Regions from separate parts of the Macaca mulatta genome. Here region 2 is linked to region 1. The links are chromatin contacts, called in public Hi-C maps. All regions are on one chromosome and are shown on one strand. The core of a region is the stretch at or near the end of the contact, and the rest is flanking DNA. Distances in the headings are between cores, read along the strand shown.

Region 1 (6,451 bases), core at 1,613-4,112:
TGGATGGTTTGTAAGTCTCCATCAAGAACAAGAGCACACCCCAAGGTCAGCGTTACAACTCCAAACTCACCAACTCACACGACAGGGGCTGGGGAGGGCTGGACGGGCAGCCTCTCAGCTGGATGAGCGGCTATCACTCTTAGCTGCCTCAGCTTTCATTAAGATAAAGTTGGATAAACCGGGATCCTTTTAGATTTTTACCTGGTAACCCTCCAAGATTAAAAGTACTGCAAGTAAATATTTTCTCAAAAAAAGTTTTTGTTGAGATATAATTCACATACCATAAAGTTCACCCTGCCAAAGGGAATAATTCAGTAATTTTTAGTATAAGTGATGTATTTATTTTTCAGAATGGGAGCCATATATTGCATAAACTTCTATGGTACACACACTAAAAACTAAATGGATACTACCATATTATAATTTGATAAAAGATACGACTTTCTGGAGAACATTAATGTCGGTACTTTTTTTTTTTTTTGGAAAAGGTAAAAACTCCATGTTGCCAATGGCATGCAGTCGCATCCACACAGACACTGTCCCCTCCAATACAGAAACGGAAAGACCTCCAGGTGAGAATTTTGCCAACTTTTAAACCTTCACTCCCATCAAGATTATAAAGTGGCTCATGGTTTATACTCACCAAGTGAGAGCCCAAGGAAGGACCTTCATACCAAAACTTTTTTCTTTGGGGAGAAAATAAGCATTATGTTAGTGATGGCAAAGTCAAAAAGTTACATAAGCTAATTTAAGAGGTTATGATACCATAACTGTTTGTAAGGGGCTAAACTTAGACGTTATGTTACTGTCCATCTTAAAAAATTTCAGTATTTAATTGACAACAACATGGGTTGTGGGGAAGAGGCTGAAGATGGTTTTAATTCAACCTCATATTCTCACCTAAATTCTACTTCTAGTCCCAAGGTTTGAGGGAAAGACACCCACCAAACTGCACAGAAACACTGTACTCTAATTGATCAAGACGTTTCCCATGGAAGTTCAGGTAAAGGATTCGGATGCTGTCACAGGCATAGACTGAGACTGAACAATTAAGCAAATGAAAGGTGGCAGTCACGCTCACTACTGGAGTGGGACTTACAGATAAGCAAGGAGGGGAGGCTAGAATGATCCACACAGTAGGTTCTGGAGTTGGAGACAGATGGTTATACATAAAAATGTTTATAGGTGCATATTTACACGAGGGTGAACAGGAACACATATATCCTTTCATCAGACGAGATGGCCTAAAGACAGACACCCCAGAAGCAATGAACACACCCAGCACCCATGGTTTCTAATCTCTCTCTCCAATAAAAGGAACGAGGGCTCCTTGGAGAAATGGCTGATTTTAGGGCTGCGGTAGGAAACACACAAGATGAGCCTGGAGCATCTTGTAGTGCCAGAAAGCAGGTAAGTGTTTAACACACACAAAAACCCAGCAAAATGCCATAATGACAAGGGTATGGTAACAGCACATAGGAGCTTAGAGAGCTGCTAAGGGCCAGAGCTGGAAACATTTGAACAAAACTAAGTAACACAGGATTATAACCCACGAGTTCTTGGTGATATGAATTAATTAATAAATGGGGTGAAGAGACACATCCTCTCTGCAGAATGCAAATCACTTAGGACAAAATTCCCCACTCCTTAGGCATGGGCTGCACACAGCGACGTTCTCCTAGAGTACAGTAAGGGGGCAAAAAGAGTAACTTTAAGGTAGAGAAACCTGGCAAGCACCTCACGCAGGGGATCACGGCCAACGTGGACCCTGGATACGGTGCGATGAGAATGGCCTTTACCTCCAGTCTTCCTCCCCAAAATCCATAATCCACATCTAAGCATTAAAAAAAACAGGCACATTCCAACAGAGGGGCATCCTGCAAAGCACCTGACCAGTACCCCTCCAAACTGGCACAGCCATCAAAAACAGGGACAGTCTGGGACACTACTCCAGCCTAAGGAAACAAGACAATTCAATGTAACGTGGACCTTGGGTGGGGACCTGGGACAGCAAGGGACGGCACGCAGAACCAAGGAAAAGTGAATAAAGTACAGGCTTCAGTTAGCAACAATCTATCAATATCGGCTGGAGAAGCTAAAGTCCGACGTTAATACAGGGGGAGCTGGGTGCCAGGACACATGATCTCGGTACTATTTTTGCAATTTTCTGCAGGGTCTAAAACTGTCTTAAAAGTAGTGTATTAAAGTAGAAAACATACACCCATCTACCATACTTAGAAGAACTAAAAGCAGCGTGAAAAGCCATTATATTTTATTGTACTTATCTTTCATCATTTAAACATACTAATTACCATGACAAGCTTTAGTCTTCAAATTAACTCCACACAGAAAGTCAACATTAGCAACGAAATTCTTATATTTTTTCATTTTTCCTCATTTCCTGAAACTAATCTCCTGAAAAATACGTCCGGTGACAAGAATAAAAATAAACACACATTGTCACTTTGTTTTTTTAACCCGACACACGTCCACGAACAGAAAAACTGCGAATGTTGACAGTGAGAGCTGAACTGCTGCAGACCCCAGGAGTCAGGAACTGGCGACCCAAGCCGCGTGGGCGCAAGAACGCGGGTGGGCGGACACCGCAACCCGGGGACACCGCCCCCCAGGGAACACCGCGCCCGAGGACACCAAACCCCGCCGCATTACTTGGTTTTCGAGGCAAATTTCTTGAGCCAGTTCTTGCAGAAGACAGCAGAGCCGTGCACTCCCCGCGCGCAGCCCGGAAGGAGTGCAGCATCCCGGCTACGGAGCAGGCCCCGGAGACCCGCGCGGGAGCCCCACAGCCCGCCCGCCACAGCCCACATGGCGCGGCGCGAAGACCCGGCGCAACCAGGGAGACAACGGGCGCAGGCGCGGAGCGACGACAGACGCGAGGCTGGCGGCGTGTGGGCGGGGCGACGGCGCGGAGCGCAAGGACGACATACGCCGGGCAGGCGGCGTGTGGGCGGGGCGATGGCGCAGGGCAGGGCGAGGACAGACGCGAAGTAGACGGCGTGTGGGCGGGGCCACAGCCCGGGGCGGGGTGAAGCCTGGGTACATGGCGGGCGGGGCTACGGCGGCGGAGGGGCGAAGGCCGGAGGCTGGCGGTAGGTGGGCGGGGCGAAGGCCGGAGGCGGGCGGCAGGTGGGCGGGGCGAAGACGGACGCGAGGCGGGCGGTGAATGGGCGGGGCGAAGACTGAAGCGAGAAGGACTGCGTGAGGTGGGCGACCACCGGAGCGAGGCGGGCGGCGTGTCGGGGGGCGTGAAGACAACCCCAGGTGGGCAGTGTGCGGGCGGGGGACGGCGTGGGGCGGGGCGACAAGTGCTAGACGGGAGACAGGGGGCGGGCGGCAAAGGGGGCGGGGCGCGAGGCGGGGCCGGCGGGAGCGGGGCGTGGGGAGGCCTCAAGGGCGGCGCGGAGGGTGTGCGCCGTGGGGAAGCGCGGGAACCGCTGGGTTTCCTGGCACTGCGGAGCTAGGGAACGCGTTTTGTTTAAATGCTGGGAACTGACGTAGTCGGGTTCTCTGCACAAAGCAACGAAGGCATCGAAGCCTGGAGACCTGGGCAGGGCCGCTGTCGGCGGGAGGCTGCGAGGCGTCCATGTTTCCGCCCCTGGGCCCTCCAGGTCTTTGCTCCTGCGCCGCCTCCTCCCCGGGCACCCAGAGAAAAACCCCAGATTGGGCGTCCTCCCCAGAAGTGGTTTCGCCCCGCCCGCTTCCCCGGAGTCAGCGTGGCCTAGCGGGGAAGCTGCTCCCCGCGGGTGTGGACAGAGAAGTGAGCGCGACCGCAGCGTTGGGGATGTGTGGGCCGTGACGTCCCGAGGCGTCTGCTGTGGTGTGAGACACGTCTGCGTGTATGTGTGGGCGCGTGTGGAGGTGTGCATGTGTATGTGTGCGTATGTGTGTATGTATGTACGTGTATGTGTGTATCTATTGTATGTATGTGTGTATATATTGTCAATGGAAGAAAACGACAAGACAAGCCTCTAATCATTTTAGGAGATTTATTTGCCAAAGTTAAGGATGCACCCAGGAGACACGTCTATGCCTTTCTCCAAAGATAAGATTTTGAGGGCTTCAGATTTAAAGGGGAAAGGGCGGAGTATTGAGAAGCATAGATTTTTCACAAACAAAAGGGGGCAGAGGAGAAATGTGGGGAATCTGCATTTTACGTAAGATAACGCAGACAAAGTGGGGTAGGGGAACAATCAGATGGGCTAGGGTGACTGCACCTGTAAAAATAAGCTATCAATTTGCATTGCCATGGTTACGTTTTATTTTTGTTTTTATTTTTTTGAAATGGAGTCTCCCTCTGTCGCCCAGGCTGGAGGGCGTGATGTCCGCTCACTGCAACCTCCACCTTCCGGGTTCAAACAGTTCTCCTGCCTCAGCCTCCTGAGTAGCTGGGATTCCAGGTGAGTGCCACCACACCCTGCTAATATTTGTGTTTTTAGTAGAGACGGGGTTTCCCCATGTTGGCCAAGCTGGTCTCAAACTCCTGATCTCAAGTGATCCACCCGCCCCGGCCTGCCAAAGTGCTGGGATTACAGGCGTGAGCCACAGCGCCCGGCCACCATGGTGAAATTTGAACAGCTCACCAGGAATCTCCTTGTGGGCAAAATATGGGGGAGGCGTGTAGCCTTTCATCTTGTAGCCATCTTATTTAGGAACCAAAAGGAGGAGGCAGGTAGGTTTGCGTGACCCAGTTCCCAGCTTGACTTTTCCCTTTGGCTAAATGAGTTTGGGGTCCCAAAATTTAATTTCCTTTCACATTTCCCCCCTTTTTTTCTTTAAAATCTTTTGGAGAAAAGCATTTTAAAAACGAATTGGGTTTCTGGCCTCAGGTTGTTGCTTCCTCCTTTTTTCCCACCTGCTGGTTTGTCGTTGCTAGGATGGTTTATTCCTAGAAGTTCAGGTCCTACATCACTAGGAATGCTCATTCCTAGGAGGTCACATCCCACGAAGATAAAAAACAGAGAGAAAAGGAAAAAAGAAAGAGGAAAAAAAGAAAAATGTATAGGGACCTAGGCCAGACCTATAGCAACAAAAGGAGGGCAAAACTGGAAGCTGGGTCAGGCTATATTACTACCTCCTCAACTACAGCAATTCTCTGGGCAATCATTATCCTAGCCCTTTCAGCTACACGTGGGCTTATTTGCAAACATATACCGTAACAACATTATAAGCAAAAACAGGACAGATCAGAAATTATTCTTATAAGTACCAAGTTCCCCAGAATCCAAACCAACTACTCAACCAATCAGTGAGGGTTTTGGATCTGACAGGTTGATTATCTGGGTTTTCACATCAGTCATAAGCCGGGTTATGTTCTTCGATATCTGGAATATACACACAACATTCCGTTGTTATGATGGTGCATGTGCCCCCTTGTGCTGCTGTTAAACATATCTAAAGCCATATGATTTTGCAGCACAGCTTTCCTCATAAGCATGACCCCATCGTTTAGGGCCTTTTGGGTGCAATTTGTTAAGGCTTCTGTATCCCATATAACATCTTCAATAGCGATCTGTGGTACAAAGCTTGAAGTTAAATGATCATACTGTTGGAATACTGAATGTGTCCAGTGAGATTGTAAATGAAAAAGGTTTGCTGTTTTTGGCAGGGTCTGCATTACTCATCCTTGTGCCCAAGCATAACCTAGGGAGCATCGTCTCAACCACCCTGGAGGTGACCACGGCCATAAATTAGTGCCAGATAGCCAATATGTCCCATTTGGAGCTAGCCAGTAAATACTTGGTTGCTGCACCCAGTCGGTGGTATGCTAGGCAGTGTCTCGTAATATGGTAATGTAGTCACAACATTTCTCCTGCTGTCCACCACATATCTCTTCCTACTGTTTGGCCACAGGTCTTGGGTGGGATTTCTTTGCTACCAGCAAAAAGGAGCATTTTGGCTGGGTTGGCCAAACGAAGGGGTGAACCAGATAAATCCATCCCAAGTTTGCATTATTCCATTTTGAAAAGGCCATTGTTTGGGGCATGGTCACCACTTTTAATTGGGGAAATGCTAAAGTGAGAGCTAATGAGCTGGTCCTTTCCATTGAAAAACTTTTCCCATGTCCCTTGTTCTTAAGAGTGTTTTTATTTATTCTTTTATTTTGACATGGAGTCTCACTCCATCGCCCAGGCTGGAGTGCAGTGGCATGATCTTGGCTCACTGCAACCTCCAACTCCCGGGTTCAAGCAATTCTTCTGCCTCAGCCTGCCAAGTAGCTGGGATTACAGGCGTATGCCACCACACCTGGCTAATTTTTGTATTTTTAGTAGAGTCGGGGTTTCACCACGTTTGCCAGGCCTGGTGTGAAACTCCTGATCTCAAATGATCCACCTGCCTCGGCCTCCTAAAGTGCTGGGATTACAGGCGTGAGACACTGCGCCTGGCCAAGAGTTTTTTTAATGGGCCGACTATATATATTGTCTTTTGTTAT
Region 2 (6,343 bases), core at 3,482-5,981, 36 kb after region 1:
AAAAGAATTTGTAAGACAAAATCCCAAACCAGTTCCTTACCTAGTGATAGGAGCCCAAGCGGAACAGTGCTCTCCACAGATGCAGAAGCAGACAGGCTGCCTTCCTTGATGGAAGCGAGTGGAAACTCCCAGGAAAAAAGGAGATTTTTTTTTTTTTTTTTGAACAGCAAATAAACCTCTGACCCCTAACTGAAAAACCCTGGAAGATCAGGGATCCCTGGAAAAAAGAGGTCCCAGATTTCAGCAAATTGTCCTATTGGTTTGGGCTACAAGGTGCCCAGACCAGTGCCAAGCACCAATAGGAGAGCTGCTACAGGCTGGGCCACCTTCACTCAGGTTCCCTTAGTGGTTACCAGATGTCAATCGAGAAAAATGATGAGACCAGTCTCAATCATTTTAGGAGGCTTATTTGCCAAAGGTAAGGACTCGTGCCTGGGAGACAGGTCTATACCTTTCTCCAAAGATTATTTCGAGGGCTCCAAATTTAAAGGGGAAAGGGTGGGATATTGAGAAGTACACAAATTCAAATAAGAGGAGGGTAGGGGAAAATAGCTATTTTCTTTGTCTGGTTCAGTGAATCTGCATTTTTTTTTTTTAACATAAGATGACAGACAAATGGGGCAGAGGAATCTGCATTATTACATAAGGTAACATAGACAAAACATAACAAAAGGGCAGGGGAACAATCAGATATGCAATTGAATACGGTAGGCAGGGGATGACTGCACCTGTGAAGATAAGCTATCGATTTACATTACCATGGCGAAATGTTAACAGAAACACCTTAGGGGAGAAATCTTGGAGCTCACCAGGAATTTCCTTGTGGGCAAAATATGGGGGAGGTGTGTAGGTTTTCATCGTGTAGCCCTCTTATTTAGGAACCAAAAGGGGAGGCAGGTTTGCCTGACCCAGTTCCCAGCTTAACTTTTCCCTTTGGCTTAATGAGTTTGGGGTGGCAAGATTTACTTTCCTTTCACAGTTTGTAAGCTGGGTCTGAGGGAGCCCTGGGTCTGGAGGGGCCCTGGGCCTGGGGGTGATGGTTGGGAATCCACCATCTTGTCTCACCACTGCCAGAGACACAGATGTGGCTTCTGTTCATAAGTCCCTATTAAATGTTTCTCTCTAAAGAACTAGATTTGCCAGGCTCTTTCTTTGGCTTCTCAGCTTCCTCTGACTTTGGGGCAGATTTGTATAGGCCTGGCCACTGAGGAACAATCACTAACGATTAGGAAAATGCAAATCAAAACCACAATATCATTTTATACCTACCAGGATGACCATAATACAAGGCTGTGAGAGGAAAGTATCTGGGGTCCCTTCAACCTGCCTCCCATTCTCATCAAAGTCATCTTTCTGCTCACTGAGACAGATGCACAGCTGACTGCCTCCTTTGGAAAGGCTGATCAGAAACTCACAAGAATGCAACTGCTCATCTCTCACCTATGTGTGACCTGGAGGCCCCCTTCCCTTTGAGTCTTCCTGCTCTTGCTTCAAGTTGTCCCGCCTTTCCAGACTGAACCAATGTTCTTCTTACATATATTGATTGATGTCTCATGTCTCCCTGAAATGTATAAAACGAAGCTGTGCCCCGACCACCTTGGGTGCATGTTATCAGGACCTCCTGGGGGCAGTGTCACTGGTGCATCCTCAACCTTGGAAAAATAAACTTTCTAAATTGAGACCTGTCTCAGATTTTCGGGTTCACAAGGTACATAAATAACAAGGGCAAGAATGTGGAAAAATTGAAACCCTCATACATTGCTGGTGAGAATGTAAAATGGTGTAGCCACTTTGGAAAACAATTTGGCAATATTTAAAAATGTTAAACAGTTACCACATGAAAACTGAAGTCCACACAAAACCTTGTACATGAATGTTCATAGCAGCATCACTCATAATAGTCAAAAAATGCAAACAACCCAAATGTCAACTGATGGATAAAATGTAGTATATCCATATAATGGAATAGTTTTTGTTTTATTTAATGAAATATTCATCAGCAATAAAAAAGAACTAGCTGCTGTTGTCTGCTATAATGTGGACCTTGAGAACATTGTTACATGAAAGCAGTCACAAATGACTCCATGTTTTGTGTTTCCATCCATATGAAACGTCTAGAACAGATAAATCTATAGAGGCAGAAAACAGATTGGTGGCTGCGAGGGGCTGAGGGAATGGAAGTGGGAAATGACTGTTTATGGGTATAGGGTTTCTTTTCGGGATGATAACATTCTCCTAAAATTAGATTGTGGTATTGGTTCCACAACACTGAAAAACCACCTCACCTTAAATTGGTGAATTTTATAGTACATGGATTAGATCTCAACAAAAACTTTTATTGAAGAAAAGATTTATCTGGAGATGGAGAGTGATGATGGTTGCATAGTATGAATATACTTAATGTCCTTAAAAATTAAGGTGATAAATCTTGTTATAAATAACAATAAAAAATGAGTTTCAATAAATTATTTGGGAACATCTGCATCTTATGCCTTAGCTTGGAACAACTTTCCTGTGAATAAAATGCTTGTGATGTGTTAAGCAACTGTGTTTATATCTGACATGAGTGACTTCCAAAATGACGGTAAGGAATTTTTTAGAAGTCAATAGCCTGACCTTAATAAGGGCTCAGATTTCTCTGGCGTGTACCTTGTGCCAATGAAGTACAGGATATTTTGTTTTTTCATCCCATCTCACGGATGAGGAAACTGAAGTTTATTGAGGTAACTTATGCAAGGCACAGATGAACCTGAACACACCGTTATGTAACTAAAACCCTCACTGTTAACCACTATGCTTATATTCTGTGCCTCTCTGCTTTACTTAATTATAAAATGAAAGAGATTTAGATGATCTCTAATATCCTACCAACCTGAAATTCTTGTTTCATTACAAGAAAGCATTTCGTATATAATTGGGAACTATTCTGTATTATGTAAAAAGTTTAACCTGGCAGTGAGCTGCACTTGTGATTCTATTTAAATTGTGGGTGCATATTATCAAAGCACCTTATGGTGCTGTGTCCCAGAGGAAACCAAACACGGAACCCATTTCAATCCCCAGGCCAGCAGGCTCCTCAGACTGCAGTTCTCACTATGCCACAGCCCATCTGAGAGACACCACAGCATCTGCATAGTGATTTTTTGTTGTCATTGTTTTTGAGATGGAGTCTCACTGTCACCCAGGCTAGAGTGAAGTGCTGCGATCTCAGCTCACTGCAACCTCCATCCCCCGGGTTCAAGCGATTCTCCTGCCTCAGCCTCCCGAGTAGCTGGGATTATAGGCGCGCGGCACCACGCCCGGGTAATTTTTTTGTATTTTTAGTAGAGACGGGGTTTCACCATGTTGGTCAGACTGGTCTTAAACTCCCGACCACAGGCGATCCACCGGCCTCGGCTTCCCAAAGTGCCGGGATTACAGGCCTGAGCCACCGCGCCCGGGCATGATTTGTTGTCAATTTGTCATCCAAAGGACCACCAGGATGGCTGGATAGTAGACAAGAGTTTTACTGTCAATGTCAGTTTGCAAACCAGGGGGAGTCTCTAACATGAACCCAAAGTGCTCTCTCAGAAGAACAGAGATTAGAGGTTTTATTTTAAAAAGAGAAATATTATTTCTCTTGGAGAAAGTTCATAGGCACCAGTAAGGGTCTGGGGAGCGAAGCCGGGGGAGCCAGATCAGTCCTGGAGGTGCAAGTTATGCTGAAGCTATGCAATAAAACTGGCTTCAGGTCGGGCGCGGTGGCTTCCTCCAGTAATTTCAGCGCTTTGGGAGGCCGAAGCGGGCGGATCACTTGAGGTCAGGGGTTCGAAACCAGCCTGGCCAACATGGTTAAACCCCGTCTCTACTAAGTACAAAAAAACTAGCCGGGCTGGCGCCTGTAGTCCCAGCTTACGGGGAGGCTGAGGCAGGAGAAGCGCTTGAACCCGGGAGGCGGGGGCTGCAGTGGGCCGAGATCACGCCACTGCACTCCAGCCTGCGCGACAGAACGAGACAACGTCTCAAAAAAAATTTTTTTTCTTTATAAAAAGACAAAAACTCTGGTTTCGGGTTACAACAGGCAGCTCAGCAGCCGGCCTGACGGTGACATTCCTCAAGGACGGCCTGCCCAGTGCTTCCCCCCACCCCGCTGCTCGGCTCTGCCGTGGCTGGGTATGGCAACAACGACACATTTTTATGGTCAAGTTTCACAAATGACACACACGAACCGTCTCGCTAACACACAGCACAAACGATGACCCGAAACAGACACCAGAAAGGAAAAAAACGAGCCGCAGTGCCGGGCATGCCGGGCCTTTCTGAAGACGTCCCCATCCGTGGCTGGAGGACAGCCCGGGCGGCGGCGGGCGGCCTCGGGGCGGGTGCGTCGGGGCAGGGCACGGCGAGCCCGGGGCTTCTCAGGACCACCAGGCCGCCTGGACGCTGGGGAGGAACCCCCACTCCGACGCCGGCTAGGAGGGCACCAACCGCGCTCCACCGTGGCCAGGTCGCCGCCGCTCCCGCCGGCCAACGACAAGCTAGCGCGGCGTCTGTACGCGCGTGACGTCAGCACGCACGGCGCCAGCCCGTGCGCATGACGTCAGCACGCACGGCGTCGGTGCGTGCGCGCCCAGAGGTTCCGCCCGGCGGCAGTGCCAGCGGAGCTTGCGGGTGTGGGTGGGACCGGGTTTCGGCTGTGGGCCCGGGGGCGGCGGGGGCCGCGGAGTGAGGGGCCGGCTGAGCCCACCACCTCGCTGGGCCCTCCCTGGCGCCCGGCCTCGGGCGGCGGCGAGCGCGCGGGTCGCCATGTCGTACATGCTCCCGCACCTGCACAACGGCTGGCAGGTGGACCAGGCCATTCTCTCCGAGGAGGACCGCGTGGTCGTCATCCGCTTCGGCCACGACTGGGACCCCACCTGCATGAAGATGGACGAGGTCCTATACAGCATCGCCGAGAAGGTAGCGCGCCGGGCCCTCCCGCCCTGCTGGCTGTGCTTCCGCAGCGGCCCCGCGCCTCTGCCCCGCCGGCCTCGCCTGGGGGCGCGAGCCGTTCCCCGAGGAGGGGCCGCGGCGCGGTTGTCCGGGCGATTCCTTCCCGCGCTGCGGGCGAGCGCTCTCGGGGACTGTGCCGGCGTTTCGCGCCTTTTTCTGCAGGGAGCTCCTGTAGTTGTTCACGTTTTAAAGGGTTTATGATCCCCCTCCCCTCGAAGGAATTCATTATTTCTGTTGGTAAGGCGTTTTTCCCAATCTTACAGTGCAGTGAACAAAGTAACACTTGCAGGTTTTGAGAGCGCAGATCCTTAATTTAAAAGGATGCCCTTTTCTGGTGCCCTGTTTGTTTGTTGTATGTGTAAAGCAGAACTTTCATGTTAATAGCATAAGAAATCCTGTTTTTCTGTTGGTGTTTTCTTCCACCGCGCTTTTTGTAAGTCATGTGATTTATAGCTTAGAGTGATTAAGATGCAGAAAACATCGGGAGAAAATAGAACTATGCTTTGTTGGAACTAGTTTTCTGAATTTCTAATATTAGTACATTGAGTGGCCTTGGCACTTACTTGCTGACAATAAAAGTTGTGGGACACTATAACCAGGTTTCATTCTTTTTCTGTGGTTCCTCACAGCAATTTTAGGATGGCGTTTATTTAGGTTTTGCAGCTGTAGCAATAGGGCAAAGGGCACAAATACTAGGGTGTTAATAAAATATTTGCCATATTAATTTTCCGTAAGTAATTTGAGCGGTTATTCATTTTGATGAAGAGTAAAAGTAACATTGAAGCTATCTTTTCTTTCACAGATGCTAAAGTAGGCTGGGTTAAAATAACTCCTTTGAGTAAAGAGTAACAGATATAAAGACATTTTATATTGAGGAAAGGAAAGACTGTCTGGCCTGCCATTTATTAATTCTTGCTATTTCTTATTTAGTAGGAGAGGTGTGATGTTAGGAACTGTTGTTATATTTTAGTTATTACAAGAATCTCTTGGAGTGCTTACTAAAATGCATCTGTGATTCTGAGTCTATGGGTGTGGGGTGAAGTCCAGCAATGGCTTTTTAAAGAAGCCCCTCAGGGAATTCTGATGTGACCTGACCTTGAACCACACACTCAGAAACCCTTCCATGGGGGTCAGGGACAGAGGCGGAGTGCTTTATTACCAGCCATCTCCCAGCCTCTTCCTCTTGGACAGCAGGACACTGAGGACTTGAGGAGCTGCCTAGGGAATCAGGAGAGCAGCAGTTCTCTCACACTGGGGCTTCTGCCAGCCAGGGATTAGAGATGATGAGTGAGGCAGTGCCAGCACATCAGCTTTTCATTGCTTGACTTGTAGTGGACAAGGGCAGATACTGGAAATCCAGCGAAGAATTGAC

What was found. A called contact is a pair of places that touch in the nucleus more often than the background predicts.
Region 2: a contact with region 1 is called in a Hi-C map of blood, with 4 times the contacts expected there. The contact joins the promoter of TXNL4A here to the promoter of RBFA in region 1. A contact is called at or near these places in 3 of 14 Hi-C or Micro-C datasets (blood, fetal cortex germinal zone and fetal cortical plate).

What each region holds. Positions count from the first base shown.
Region 1 is chr18:986,866-993,316 of T2T-MMU8v2.0, forward strand. RBFA (ribosome binding factor A) reads right to left here and starts at 2,863. Exons shown (of 6, transcript XM_028837907.2): 1 at 2,671-2,863; 2 at 644-686; 3 at 1-16. The coding sequence starts at 2,828. LOC106994592 (a long non-coding RNA gene) reads left to right here and starts at 3,360. Exons shown (of 4, transcript XR_013408188.1): 1 at 3,360-3,778; 2 at 4,309-4,418.
Region 2 is chr18:1,020,563-1,026,905 of T2T-MMU8v2.0, forward strand. TXNL4A (thioredoxin like 4A) reads left to right here and starts at 4,732. Exons shown (of 3, transcript NM_001260866.1): 1 at 4,732-4,938. The coding sequence starts at 4,786. It overlaps LOC106994592 (a long non-coding RNA gene), which reads left to right. Exons shown (of 4, transcript XR_013408188.1): 4 at 1,370-2,541.